3 separate regions of the Zea mays genome follow, and regions 2 and 3 are each linked to region 1. The links are chromatin contacts, called in public Hi-C maps. All regions are on one chromosome and are shown on one strand. Each heading gives the region's core, a stretch centred on a gene start, on an enhancer-like site or on the middle of the called end of the contact. The rest is flanking DNA. Distances are from core to core; before and after follow the strand shown.

Evidence for each region. Hi-C and Micro-C count contacts between places; a contact is called where the count stands out from the background.
Region 2: a contact with region 1 is called in a Hi-C map of bundle sheath, with 4 times the contacts expected there. The contact joins the promoter of LOC103637730 here to the promoter of LOC100272484 in region 1. A contact is called at or near these places in 4 of 25 Hi-C or Micro-C datasets (bundle sheath, ear, endosperm and 1 more).
Region 3: a contact with region 1 is called in a Hi-C map of ear, with 2.6 times the contacts expected there. The contact joins the promoter of LOC100193580 here to the promoter of LOC100272484 in region 1. A contact is called at or near these places in 2 of 25 Hi-C or Micro-C datasets (ear and endosperm).

The regions. Positions count from the first base shown.
Region 1 is chr1:104,631,689-104,636,602 of Zm-B73-REFERENCE-NAM-5.0, forward strand. LOC100272484 (Protein HAIKU1) reads right to left here and starts at 3,528. Exons shown (of 1, transcript NM_001146955.1): 1 at 2,197-3,528. The coding sequence starts at 3,381. The coding sequence ends at 2,455.
Region 2 is chr1:105,259,867-105,264,190 of Zm-B73-REFERENCE-NAM-5.0, forward strand. LOC103637730 (lysine-specific demethylase JMJ706) reads left to right here and starts at 1,307. Exons shown (of 11, transcript XM_020546447.3): 1 at 1,307-1,992; 2 at 3,238-3,616; 3 at 3,724-3,880; 4 at 3,960-4,179; 5 at 4,272-4,324. The coding sequence starts at 1,990.
Region 3 is chr1:103,927,715-103,932,514 of Zm-B73-REFERENCE-NAM-5.0, forward strand. LOC100193580 (dihydroflavonol-4-reductase) reads left to right here and starts at 2,160. Exons shown (of 4, transcript NM_001138687.1): 1 at 2,160-2,747; 2 at 3,730-3,933. The coding sequence starts at 2,412. It overlaps LOC103644826, which reads left to right. Exons shown (of 4, transcript XM_020542065.1): 4 at 812-1,608. The coding sequence ends at 1,318.

The DNA of each region.
Region 1 (4,914 bases), core at 2,278-4,777:
AAGCTTTCGGCTGACTTGCTGGTTCTGCACGCGGGCACGCCACTATGTACACAAGGAAAAAAAATAATCAATTGTCACACTCGTTTTTTTATCTTCTCCGAGGGCGTAGCTTGCATTGCGAGCCAAATAAAACAAGGAGGTGACGAAGGGTGAGAGAACATTTCAAGCATATCCATACCATTCTCAATGCTTGTAAGTCATCCATGATAACGGGGACATGGGACACATGCTTGCCAATCACCAAATCCCGTGGAAGTTCGGATTTTGTTTATACAGATCAAATCAACAAATGCCAACACACCATAAAAAACATTTCAGAAAAAAATGTCCAGAATTGGTCTCCATCCGTTACCACCACCAACTGGAGGTGAGCACAAACTTCAGGAGGAGACCATCCAGAGTGCATAATGTTTACGAATCTTTAGGCCTAGTTTGAGAACCCCAATTTTCCAAGAGATTTTCATTTTCCCAAGAAAAATTAGTTCATTTTTCCATGGGAAAATAGAAATCCCTTGGGAAATTGATGTTCCCAAACTAGCCTTTAGTAAGTATTTCTTTCTGGGCCTAGCTAAACCAACAAGATCAGTGCCACCTTTCCATTCCGGTGAGCAGAATGGTAAGGTGGCAGAACACCACACATTAGTAGGGTGTTTGGTTTGATAAATGAGCTAGTCCATCATCTTCTCACTCCTCACTATTTTTATTTGGTTTGTGGAATGGAATGAGTTGATCCATCACCACCTCATTCCTCATAATTAGTTAGTTAATACTAATATGAGAAATGAGGTCATCCCACCAAATTTGAAGAATGAACCCATGATGTACCACCTCAATTTAGATGTAGTGATTTCTTAAACCAAACACCCCATAGATCTCAGTACTCACATCCGCGAGCAAATTCCCACATTACAAAGCATGTAACCATCAACATAATGATTCACAAACATAAGCAAGGTTTCTTCTGATAGCAGATCATGGAAAGCCATTTAAGTATCACAATGGTAGACACAGATATACCCACAAATTATAGACACAGGATGACATAATAGGGGACCGTGGTAAAATACCAATTATTCCCAAGAAAGAGTATCTAATTAGAAGATGCTGCTGCTCACAAATAATACTAATTGGAACAAGGGCCATCATTGGATCACTCCCTCTTTAGCACTGGATACCAAGGGGGTCCAGTAGAACATTTCATATATTAATTCTAAACAGAGGACACAGACAAAGTATAATATGCCACACAAAATGATATACACAGCATGAGAAGTCCCAGTTGGAAACACATTTTTTTTTCTCTGGAACACATGGCATAGTGTTCATCATAACCCAGAAGACAATTCAGATAGCCTGAGAGTTCCCACTAGGAAAAGCACTTGAACTTTGGGGACTCCAAGCATAGTGCGCATCAAAGGACACCACTTGATGAAAGATCAATCAAAACAATTATATGTCACTGAAAATTTCAAAGATATGCTGCTATAAAAGGAATGTGTCCCCAATAAAGGTGTCGCGCAACCTTATATAGATGTAGGTAAGAAAGAAAACAAGCTAGTATGCCATACAAAAGTCTGTACAACTGTAACTATACGAATATATTTCCTTTAATATACTGACATGGGCATGGACAATATTTTATTTTCTATCTGAAATCCAGAAACCAAAGGTATACAGTGTGGTCCCTGCGAGAAGTGCTGCTTATGTCGATTACCATGTTGAACTGCATATAACCCATTTAGTGATCAGATCAGAAGATGCTACTGCCACGCGGCCAAAATGAGCAAAAGAGCAACCTTTGTATCATATGTATACGGGCACAATTAGCACAGGATGGTATGGTCCTGTGAACAGTTAGTAACTTATAAACATAAGAACAGTGTGTCAATCTTAAAGACTAAGCCCTTCAGTAGTTCATGATAGGGATAACTACCAACATTTGTTTGATGGTGATTTTCTGACCAGATAATGTCCAGGAAGCTCCTCAACCAATAAGTAATACGGAAAGGAGAAAAAAAGAATAAGAAGAACATGCCATGCCTTAACAGGCAGACCAACAATACCCATCAGTTTGAGATTTGTCAGAAAGAGCTACTCTTTCATGAACTACAGGTTTACAATTACAGATTTCCAAGCCTAGTCACTCGAGAATCTAAAGTAGAACATGTCCAGAATTTGCATCTAAGAGAAGTGAATGAATTGAAATATTTCACAGTTATACAATTACAAATATATAACAAATCTCCTTTTACATACCGACTAATCAACCACAGCACAGAAGCAGTAAGTAGCAGCAATAAATATGGGAGTCCAAAGTTACAACCCACCTGTGTGTTTCTCCAGCCAAATCCGGCGGACGACCCAACCGACCTCACCGTGGCTACGTCCCTACCGTCAAATGTTACACGGCCGCCTTGCTCAAGAGGGGCAGCTGCTGTGGAAAACACAGACTTGCTATATATCTCTCCACCTTGGGCTAAGGCTCGGCAAGAAGCCTGATGGAGAAAGGAGCCCAGACGGCGACTGCGGGAACCAGAGACCCGGCGACGGCGGCGGCGGCATGGGTCCTGGGCCAAGGATGCCGGTCCCCGCCAACGGAGACAGCGCGGGGAAGTTCGGCGTGAGCGGCGGCGGGTGCTGAAACCCTGGCGAGAGTAGCGGATAAGGTGACCTGGGCGTGGGCGAGAGCAGGTTGAGGAAGCTGCTTGGGGAAGGGAGTATCCCAGGCGACGGTACAGGCGGGGGATGAGGATGTGAAGGCTGGTGGTGAGGGTGTGGCAGCTGTCCCGCAGCTGCAGCTGCAGCCGCCGCCGCCGCGGCAGCGGCTCCCGGTGGGGTGGCGCTGAAGAGGGAGTTCTCGAGGATGCGCATGTACGCTGAGACTGGGGAATCAGCCCAGGCAGGGCCGGGAGCGGGCATGTGCTGTGCTTGGGGCTGCGGCGGCGGCGGACGGTGGAAGACGGGGTAGTTGTGGTTAGGGTTGTGGGGGACGGCGTGGTGGTTGGGATGGACGGGCGGGGGCCGGGCGACGGGGGTTGCGATGGGGGGCGGGCGGATCCTCTGGAGGCGCATGGAGGGTGTCTTGGGCTGCGGCTGCGGCGGGCGGTGGGCGAGCTGGTGGTGGTGCTGCGGCGGCGGTGGGGACGGGGTACCGGCGGTGAGCTGCTGGACGATGTCGCGGAACTGGTTCTTGCTGATGTTGTAGACCTGCGGCTGGGGCTGGGGAGGGCGGTTTGCGGCGGGCTGTGGCTGCGGGGGCGGCGGCGGCGTGGCCTTGCGGATGGAGCGGCCGAGCTTGTTGACGCCGAGGTGCGGGTTCTGGCTGCCGGCGGAGGTGGTGCTACTGGCACTGCTGCTGTTGTTGGAGGTGGTGCGATCCATGGGAACGGGTCGGGGGTGAGGACTAGGAGCCGATTGATTGGGTGGTCAATTTTGGGAGGAGCAGGGAGATGAGGGCATGGGCGCGGTCCGCGGCGAGTTGATTGGGCTGGGTGTGGCGTAAGCGGAGGGGGAGGGGGCGGTGGACGGGACGAGCACGGAAGAGGAGGGGAGCAAGTGGAGGAGCGAGCGCGGAGTAGGTTGCTTTGCTTCAGGGGCGAGGGAGACCAGCTCGGTTGATTCGCGTCTTTGCCGCTGCCCACTGGCCACTGCCGCCGTCCGCCGATGGATCGAGTGGCAGACTAGCTGCCGGCCAGCAATTCCGTTTGTCCACTACGATTCCATTTGCTCCGCAGCAATACGTATTTTGGTGTCTGGACTTTTTGCATTTCTTCAACTTCACCCAGCTTTTGCCCTGCACTTTCCTGTAACTATCAGCAGCAACCCATGAGTTATGGCGTGATGATGATGGAGGTTAGTGACCATGAGCAACAGGCAACAGCGAGTATTACGGAAATGTTTACATGACTACGATTTCGTTGCCGCATGCTCAATGCTGAGGTGTTGCTGACCAATTCGCTGAATTCTCTACGGCACATCGCATTTATCAGGTATTTATTAATACTGTCAGTGGGGCTCAAGATGAGACTTTTAGCCCGGCCTGCATTCATTCTAAATTTTGTCTCTTCCAAACCTCTAAAATTTATAGTACTGATTAGGAGCTAAAATTAGCTATTTTTTAGCAGATCAGCTAATGTACGAGCTAATTCATAGTTATGCCTCTTAAACATTTGGTAGTTGCTCTGACCCAGTTAAAATCAATTAACAACTTATTTGAGATAACAATTGGCTATAAAGGTTCGGAACAGAGAGTCTATACTTTCTAAATCATTATCTAAAAATTAATTTTGAATAAAAATATGTTTATACTTTTATGTTGAGTAGATTTTTTTATAACTCGTGCTATAGAGAGTATATCTTCAATCTCTATTTTTCTAGACACAAATAAATATATATATATATATATTTATATTTGATCATCTAATTAAATAGGCAGTTAGACAATCAAAATCTCAAAAACTATAAAGAATATAAAAAACTTTGCTTTTATTCGACTAATAATATTATTAATTCTGATGTTGTCTTGTTACCTCCATGGCGAGTGTGTGTCGCGCTAGCAGCATGCATGTCGGCATGCTAGCAGCCCACCTTCTCCTCGCTTGGTATCGTTGAGAACCAAATTGATCTTAGTATCGTTGAGCACCAAATTGACCTAAGTATTGTTGAGCACCAAATTGATCATGCGGACACTCCGCGGTCTGGATGGTTCACCGTTATGGCACGAACCGTTCGCGCGCGCAGAGCCAGTTAGAGTTCTAAATTTCTTGCGGGATTTGTTAGCTAAATCCGTGGAATTAGCTTGGGAGACGGTTTGTAACGGGTCCGAACCTCTCTCTCTATATATATGGAGGGCTACGGCCGATTGAAACACCAACAATCGATCAATCAATCAATATACATCTAGTTATGTACATT
Region 2 (4,324 bases), core at 57-2,556, 630 kb after region 1:
TTGCAACACTTAGATCAGGGAGACATGTATGTGCAGGAATACTACCAAGAACTTCAGAAAGGTATGTTGTGAGGTGGGGTAGTTGAGGATCCGAAGGACCAAATCGTTAGGTTCTATGAGGGATTGAGGTAGGAGATTCATGATATTTTTGATTACAAAGAGTATCATTTCATAAACGCTTGTTCCACCTTTCGATGCTTGCCGCAGGCATGCCCACGGATGAGAACTTGCCTACGCAGGACCTAGAGGCCCATCAGCTATACCATGTGTTTTTTCTGTGCTCCGCCATGGGATACTACCAGGTTACCCGGGCAGAGGCCCATCAGCTATTTTGTGATGATATTGCGATAGAACCAAAACCCCGTCAAACCTAAATATGAGGGTACTATCCTGTCAAACGATGACGGCAGGTATAAATAACAACCTGGTAATTATATATATATATATATATATATATATATTAATTATAGATATTAATAATTGATTTCTTGCCAATCAGTACTCCTTATCCGTAAAGCAAATCAATACCTAAAGTTGTTTTAAATTATTTTTAAAGTTTGATTGAATTCATGAAAAGTGCAAGATCTATGGCACCAAATTACCACTATAGACACACCATAAAATATAAATTCATAATGTGTTTATTTGGATCATAAGTATTTGGATTATTTTTGTATAAACTTTGTGGAACGAAAAAGTTCAATTTGTATGGAAAGAAAATATGTATTAAAAGTCGTGAATAGGTAGACTTATCCCCTAGAGACCACTCATTTAAACAAACACTGAGCCATTAAAAAAACCAGGTAAAGCCTACGGCCGGTACTAGCACAACTGTGTCCTGCGTTGGGATGTTATCGGAAGGAGGGATCAGTGTGTGTGCACGGAGCAAAATGGTCAGAGCCAGCAGTACTACTGCTGCGGAGACTTCTCTAGAGCAAAAGCAGTGTAGGGTCGTGCCTACCCGGTGGCGTGGCCAGGTGGATAGGATAGGCTGTAAAAACTGATGCACATGCAGGGAGGTGGCAGCCGTGCTTCATCCGCGCCTCTCTCTCCTCTCTCTCTCTCTGGGTCAAATGAGCAGTTAGTTAAACGCAACCACCCTGGCAACGGGGGACGAGAAACAAATGCAGAGCGGTTGCTCTGCTGTCTTCTCTTCGGCTGGAGGGTGTGCAAATGAACGACGCGGTTCCGTTAGCGGTGGGCGTTTGGTGGAACCACCTCTGAATTCTCACCCCCCGTGGGCCGTGGTCGTCCATCCCGCGGGCGCGGCCACGGGAACGAGGCGGACGGACGGGGCTCGCACGACAACCAACACACGACACGACACAACACAAGCGAGAGGAGAAAAGAAGAGCGAGCGCGGAAAGGAGGCCACGGGGCGGGCGGTCGGGCGGTAGTACCCAAGCACAACCAGCCCATCCGCGTCTCGCTCGCCTTCTCTCTCTCACACACACACACGGGCGAGTGGCGACGGCCTCTCAGCCCAGTTGCCCCCCTTTTCCGGTTCGGTTGGTTGGCTCGGCTGCGTTTTCCCCAAAACGCCCCCCCTGTTCTTGTCCATGTCGTTCGTCTTCGGTTGCTCCAACCGAACCTCCCTCCTCCCCACCCCCCATAAAAGTAACCACCACCCGCGTCTCCCCCGTTCCGTCCCGTCCCGTCCCGTTTACTCCACCCCTCATCTCTCCTTCCGCCTCCTCCCCCTTCCCCCCGCGGGTGGTCGCCGGCCACCGCCGGTGGGGCCCACTGCCCGGTGCTCCCATTGCTGGCCTGGCCCTCCCCACCGCCTCTGTCCGGCCGGCGTCGCGCGCGAAACCAACCGACCCCAAGGAGAGAGAGGGAGAGTGAGAGGAACAGGAGGAGACCGCCTGCCTCGGATCCCCGGCCTCTCCCGCGCGCCGGGGGGACCTCCGGAGGTGAATGTGGGACCTGTGCCGCCGGGGATTTCTCTAGAGGCTTCTCCGACCCACCGCCCTGCGACGCGAACGCGACATGGTGAATCCTCCCCCCCTCCTGTAGATCTGCGTCAATTTCCTCCTCCACTCGCGCGCTTTTTCCTCCAGTCGCCGCGGCAATTAATCACCACCAACACTACTACTAGTAGTATCGTATCGCCTGGTTAGTGGTTACTGTTTGATTCCTCGTCCCCCCGTCTTCCTCTGTTTTCGCCTGTTTTAACGCCAAAAACCAAACGGAATTAGATTCTCTTATATCTAGATTTCATTAATTGATTAACGGCCCAACCCGTGGATTTTGCTTCCAATTGCAACAATTCGGCAGAAAACCTCCCTAGACAGCCGTGGATTGCTTCTTGTACGTGCCAGCTTTTTCCTACCCAACTCGTTAATTTCGTCAGTTTGCCGCCTCCTGATGAATTTCTGCTCCGTCAATGCAGGAAAAGTAGGAGTCCTTTTTTTATCCGTCAGGGAAAACTCGTCAAATCCGGTCCCTATTAGGAATTAGGGCCACGTTCCCCCTCTCCCATACGGCTATTGGTTTTCACCGCTAGGGTGCTTGTTTTCGCCTCGTTTTCGTTTTGTGCTGGTAGTATATATGAGGTTGCAGAGATACTCCTGCCGAACCGCTAGTACAAGTCAAGTTACGGTTCGTTGTCCGATTCTTGACGTGTGAGCGTTTTTGTGCGCCACCTCCACCGCCCTTTTTCCACAAATTCCTTCTCCTTCGGCTTCACCACCATGGTCGTCACGCATGTGCGTAATTGCCTACTTTGACCGCGTCTGCGGTCTGCTAGGAAGATTTCTCTTCTTTTCTTTCTTCGCGGAGTAGGGGTACACGCCATTTTTTATGCGTTCTCATTACGCTGATACCTCTTAGTTCTAGTTCCGAGGAAAGTTTAGTTGATGACTTAATCATGTTTTATTTGTTACTGCTATTATCGCTAAGCATCTTGCACTGTTATGGATAATTGATTGATTATACAAGCTAGAGCGCGTGGCTGCTAAAAATCATATTGCAAACTGATTGTGACTATGGGCGTGGTAGGGAAACAACCCCAGGAATATCAACGTGCCGTGTTTGGTTTCGGTACCTACAGCTTTCTTGACTTGGTTGCCGAGTTACTGCTCTTTTGGTACTACATAAGACCAATCTGTGGTATCCAAACAATTGGTGCTGTTTCAGTCTGCTGTCTCTGTTGGTCAATGTCTACTTGTAATACCGAACTGCAGTAAATGATAGTTTTGTTTGACTGCAAAATTGACTAGTTTACCTACGCCTTAGGTGGAGGGTAGGAGCTATCTCCCTGCAGAGGTCAGGAACGGCCTCGAGACCCTGAAGCGGAGGAGGCTCGAGAGAGTGCGTTTGAGTGCTCAGAACGAAGCTGGCGACAATCCTGCTGTGGCTGCGAGAAGTGGCGGTGATGCCTTGCGGAGCCCCGCTAACTGTGGAGTCAGATTGCATTCCAACAACAGTACAGGTTTACCTGGAAATGTCCATGACAAGAGTCCTTTTGCAAAGCGCAAGGTGGAGAAGTTTGATATGTCCAACCTTGAGTGGATAGACAAGATTCCAGAGTGCCCTGTGTATTGTCCCACCAAGGAGGAATTTGAGGATCCCATTGCATATATACAGAAGATTTCACCTGAGGCTGCTAAATATGGTACAGTTGCTTTATTTAGCAAAATATGTATATGATCATTTTTCACTCATTGGTCCAATGGTCTTGCTAGACATTTTGAATAACTATGACTGTTACTTATATTTCAGGTATTTGTAAAATCGTCTCTCCTGTATGTGCGTCTGTTCCTGCCGGTGTTGTGCTGATGAAGGAACATCCCAATTTTAAGTTCATGACTAGAGTTCAGCCCCTTCGACTCGCTGAATGGGCTGAGGATGATACAGTCACTTTCTTCATGAGTGGAAGGTATGCCCACTGTTTGTCTATTTTCATTATTGCTTTAGCTCATGTTCTGAACTTCATCATTTTTGGCATGACTCTGCAGAAAGTACACCTTCCGGGACTATGAGAAAATGGCGAACAAAGTGTTCTCTAAGAAATATTCCAGCTCTAGTTGTCTCCCAGCTAGGTATGTGGAGGAGGAGTTCTGGCGTGAAATTGCTTTTGGCAAAATGGATTTCGTAGAATATGCTTGTGACGTTGATGGGAGTGCCTTCTCTTCATCTCCTCATGATCAACTTGGGAAAAGCAACTGGAACCTCAAGGTGAATATTCTTTCTTTGATCGGCCATGCATGTGTGGTTGTGTATTGTATTTACTACATGGCCATTATTGATGTTCTTTTGCATGTCTGTAGAATTTTTCATGGCTCCCCAATTCTGTTCTAAGACTTCTTCAGACGCCAATTCC
Region 3 (4,800 bases), core at 910-3,409, 710 kb before region 1:
ATGATAAAATTTGGAAGAGTGATGTCACTTGTGTTAATATGCTTAGACTTAATAGATCATCATTCTTCCGTTTTTGCCAACTTATTAGGAATCGTGGTCTATTACAAGACACCATACATATGTGTGTTGAGCAGCAAATTGCTATGTTTTTACACACAATCGGCCACAATGTTAGGAATAGGTTAGTAGGCACTAATTTTGCTAGGTCTGGTGAAACCGTTAGTCGGTATTTCAACAAAGTACTTCATGCTGTTGGGGAGCTACGACATGACTTCATTAAGCCACCATCATCAGCAACACCGACCAAAATCACTGGAAACCCACGGTGGGATCCTTACTTTAAGGTATCTTGCGGGTTAGACCTATTTCTATCCAATGGTCTTATGTAGAATTTCCAATCCTTACATTTTTTGTTCCAATGGGAAAATAGGATTGCATCGGGGCCATTGACGGCACACATGTTCGAGCCTCTGTTCCTAAGGAAATGGAGGCTGCATTCCGTGGTAGGAAGAGTCACCCTACTCAAAATGTAATGGCAGCAGTAGATTTTGATCTAAGGTTCACTTTTGTAATGGCCGGATGGGAGGGGACAGCCCATGATGCCCTCATTTTAAGAGATGCTTTAGAACGAGAAAATGGTCTTCGTGTCCCTGAAGGTAAAAACCTTATATAAGTTATTTCTTTAATTGTGACATAGATAATTACTAGTGTAGCTCATATACACAGATAATTACTAGTGTAGCTCATCATCACCCTCATTTTATTGAATGCAATGTTGATGTCTATGCACTAATTATCTTATTGCATGCAGGATGAAAGAAACAAGGGTGATGATGAATTTATAAACAAGCCTCTTCCCTACTATGGCAACCTTGCTACAATTTTTGGCAATAGTGTTGCATCAGGACGATTTGCAAAGACATCAAATGACCCTCTTGCTGTTGATGATGGTGAAGATGTGCAAAAGGAAGGGTGTATTGCAACATCTAGTGCTGTCCATGAGAATGACCCTGCAGCAACATCTGCAACTAAACCATCCAAGAAGGCCAAGAGGGAAGACAATGGTACTGAATTCTTAGTTGAAGCATTTCAGCATGCCACTCAAACACTAGCCAGTGCCATCAAGGAGGCAGCAAACAAACCTTTGCCAGCTGGTTTGTTTGAAGCTGTAGACAATATTCCAGGATTTGAGATTGCGCACAAGTCCAAGTATTATTCTCATTTGGTTTCTAATCCTGACATTGCACATGCTTTCATGGATGTGCCATTGCTTTACAAGGTCTCTATGATTACCGACTTCGTTAATGAGAAGTTTTAGGCTTTATGGTAATCTAATAATACATTTCACAATTTGTATGGATCTATGTAAGGACCTATGTTTGTTTGAAACTATGTATGGACATGTGTGTGATATGTTATGAAACTTATTTTTGACATAACACTTTTGTGATGGTTGTATGGATGAGTCATGTGTAAGATTATGGAGTAATTATTATACATTTTATGATCTATAGTTATATTTGTCATCTTAAGATATGACTAATGGTTGTATGAATGTGTCATATCTTAAAATACAGATTGACTAATGGAGAAAATTATCTATTTGCACTCATCAAACAAATATAGAGCATAGCCACTCCATTATGCTTTACTCTTGAACCAAACACAAAATGAAATCGCTCCGTTCTACTTCACTCTAGAACCAAACAAAGGATGGAGCCACTCTGTTCCAGTTCACTCTGCAACCAAACAAAAAACAGAGCCGTTCCGTTCCAGCTTACCAAACACAAAACAGAGCGGCTCCATTCCTAGAATCAGGGATGGAACGGTTCCGTTCTAGTTGGCTCCTGAACCAAACACTACCTTAAAGATGTTTTATAGGATACTGTTAAAGTTTATAGACGAAAAATCTTCTAGAGTGCGTTTACCGTCGTCTCTTGGACGCAGCAGTAGGGGAGCAGGCGAGCACGCCCAACCAACAACGCCAACGGCAAAAGCACAAGAGACACGACGGCACGGCACGGCACGGCACGGCACGGCACGGCACCGCACCGGGAGTCCATCCGTCCGTCCGGCACGCACGCACGCCCTTTGAATGCCCCCTCCCGCCTGCCTGCTGCCTCTGACCCGGCCCCGTATCGTATGATTCATTGATTCGTATCTCCTCTCCTCTCCCGGCTCGGAATAACCCGTCTCTCTCGCCCGCCCTGTCCTTGCCGGCCGGCCCCGGCCCCGGTCTCTTCTCTTCTTCTTCTTTTTCTTCCCGCTATATATACTGCGCGCCTCACCTTCCCCTCTTTGCAATCCGTATCATCATCTTGGCCTCGTCAATCCACCACCACCGTCGTCGCTGAGCTCCTCCTCCGGCTTCGCTTCGCTGTCTTGCCTCCTCCTCGGTCGAAGAAGAAAACATGTGTCCGGGATCCGTGGAGTCGTCGTCGGCGGCGGCGGCGGGCAAGAGCGTGTGCGTGATGGACGCCGCGGGGCCGCTGGGCCACGCGCTCGTGGACCGCCTCCTCCGGCGCGGGTACACCGTCCACGCCGCCACGTACGCCCGCGACGGGGAGGAGGGCGCGGCTGCCGCCGCGCTGCTCGGCCACCTGTCGTGCGCCGCCGACGCGTGCAGGCACCGGCTGAAGCTGTTCCGCGCCGACCCGTTCGACTACCACGCCATCGCCGACGCCGTGCGGGGCTGCGCCGGCGTCTTCTGCATGTTCAACACGCCCGACGACCAGGCCCAATGCGATGTGAGTACAAGACGGCAGCTTGCTTGATTTCTTTCGCCTCTCTCTCTCTCCTCTGCATATTAGTATTAATCCGGGTTTTCCCCTCGAAGAAACGAAAGCTCGTTTGTAGGAGTGACTTGTAGGTAGTAGCGCTCACTGCATAAAATTGGATTGGATTGGATTATGCTCTCCTATACTAGTAGACCCAGCCAGAGCTTATACTAGCACTGTAGCATGAACAGGGACCGGGACAGCTGGACAGTGGCAGAGGAGAGGAGATGAGCCGATCCTGTGCTACCTTTTCCTCCCTTTTCCATGAATCTCCATCTCCCTCCTCCCTGGTCTAGGCTGTTTGGTTCGTTCCAGAGGAGGGCTGGGACCCGGACCTCTTCATACTCCTCTGATGATGATGACCCATTAATGACACAGCTCATGTGTGGTGTGGCTGTGACTTGTGACTTGTGATGAGTGAGCGTGCCCCTTCTTCCTCCTCCAGCCTCCAGGCTCCAGCTCCAGGTGCGGTGTGAAGTCCCGCTCCTGCTCCTGTCCTACCAGCGTACTACTCCAGTAGTACAGTGGAGTAGCCGAGCGCATTTAATAGCTGGACAAGGTGAGAGGAGGAAGCTCACACACAGCACAGCACAGAGGGACCGCAACGGAGCAGAGAACTGGGCCACCAAACTGAACCAACCGCGGGAAGGGGAAAGGGAACTCGAACCCTTTTCCTCCGCGTGCATTAAAACCCTTCACATGGGCATGGGCATGTCAGCTGCTGCCCCTTCGTCCTCGCCCCTGCTTGCTGGCTGGCTGGTCTGCTCTGTCCCGTCCGTCCTACTCCTACGAGCAGGGAGGCCAGCAGGCAGCTAGCACGCAACGACTGCACGAGCTGGTTGACGAGCGAGCAGGGAGGCCAGCAGGCAGCTAGCACGCACCGACTGCACGAGCTGTTTTTTCTGACGAGCAGGTTTTATTAATTTGGTTGTGCTGCATCGTGCGTGTGCAGGAGTCGACGGTGGAGACGGAGGTGCGCGCGGCGCACAACGTGCTGGAGGCGTGCGCGCAGACGGACGCCATGGAGCGGGTCGTCTTCACCTCCTCCGTCACCGCCGTCGTCTGGAGCGGCGCCGGCGCCGGCGTCGGCGCCCACAGGGAGGAGGTCGCCGACGAGAGGAGCTGGAGCGACCTCGCCTTCTGCAGGAAGTTCAAGGTGCGTACGAGTGAGCGACTCGCTGTTTTTTTTTAAGTTCCGTTTCATGGATTAGTGCCGCCCGTGCCGTGCATAGGCAACTTTCATCAGACAACAGTGGTTACCAACCCCCATGATTTCCATCCAACCATCAAATCGAAGCCGATGGGATGAGGCTGCGGCGCCCTGGAAGGCCACACGGCTGCTTGGCCACTTGCCCTGGGTCGTCCTCATCCTGCAGCCCCCGGCCGAGCGATACCTTTCACCATCGATGGTCGAGTCGATCCATCCCTTATCCGTTGGCTGTAGCTTCCCGCACCTGTTTTGTGTGTGGGTGCCTGCAGTCGCGTGCCACTCCAGCCCTGCCCCTGCCGCGCGACGCAAGCGTGCCTGGAAATCAGGGTTCTTGGTGGCCAAACTCCATTTTAAAGGCGTCCCTGAAATATCCCTTCCTTACCTTGATGAGCACAGCACAAAACAGGTCCATTCAGAATCAGGCGTTGTCTACGAGTCACAGAGCTGTCTCTGTCTCTGTCTCTTGAGGCTGGCTGTACAAGTCCAAGCCTGTGCGCATCAAATGAGGAGTGGCATCAGACATCAGACTCCAGACTGCTGAAGCTGACCTCTCAACTGTCTACGGCTCGGGATTAGGACACAGAAAGAGAGTCGAGTAGTAATTAATTAATTAATTAATTAAACCAACTAACAAACACGTACACGTCATCATCAGACGCACTACCACACAACCAACACCAAGAGTGGTTGCTGGTTGCATGCATCTTCTTCGTTTTCGTCCTCCATGCATGTGCGTGAAACACTGCATGCAGGCTCCGATGGACAAAAACGACAAACACTGCATGCCAACTGCTGTCCGTGCGTGAAACACGA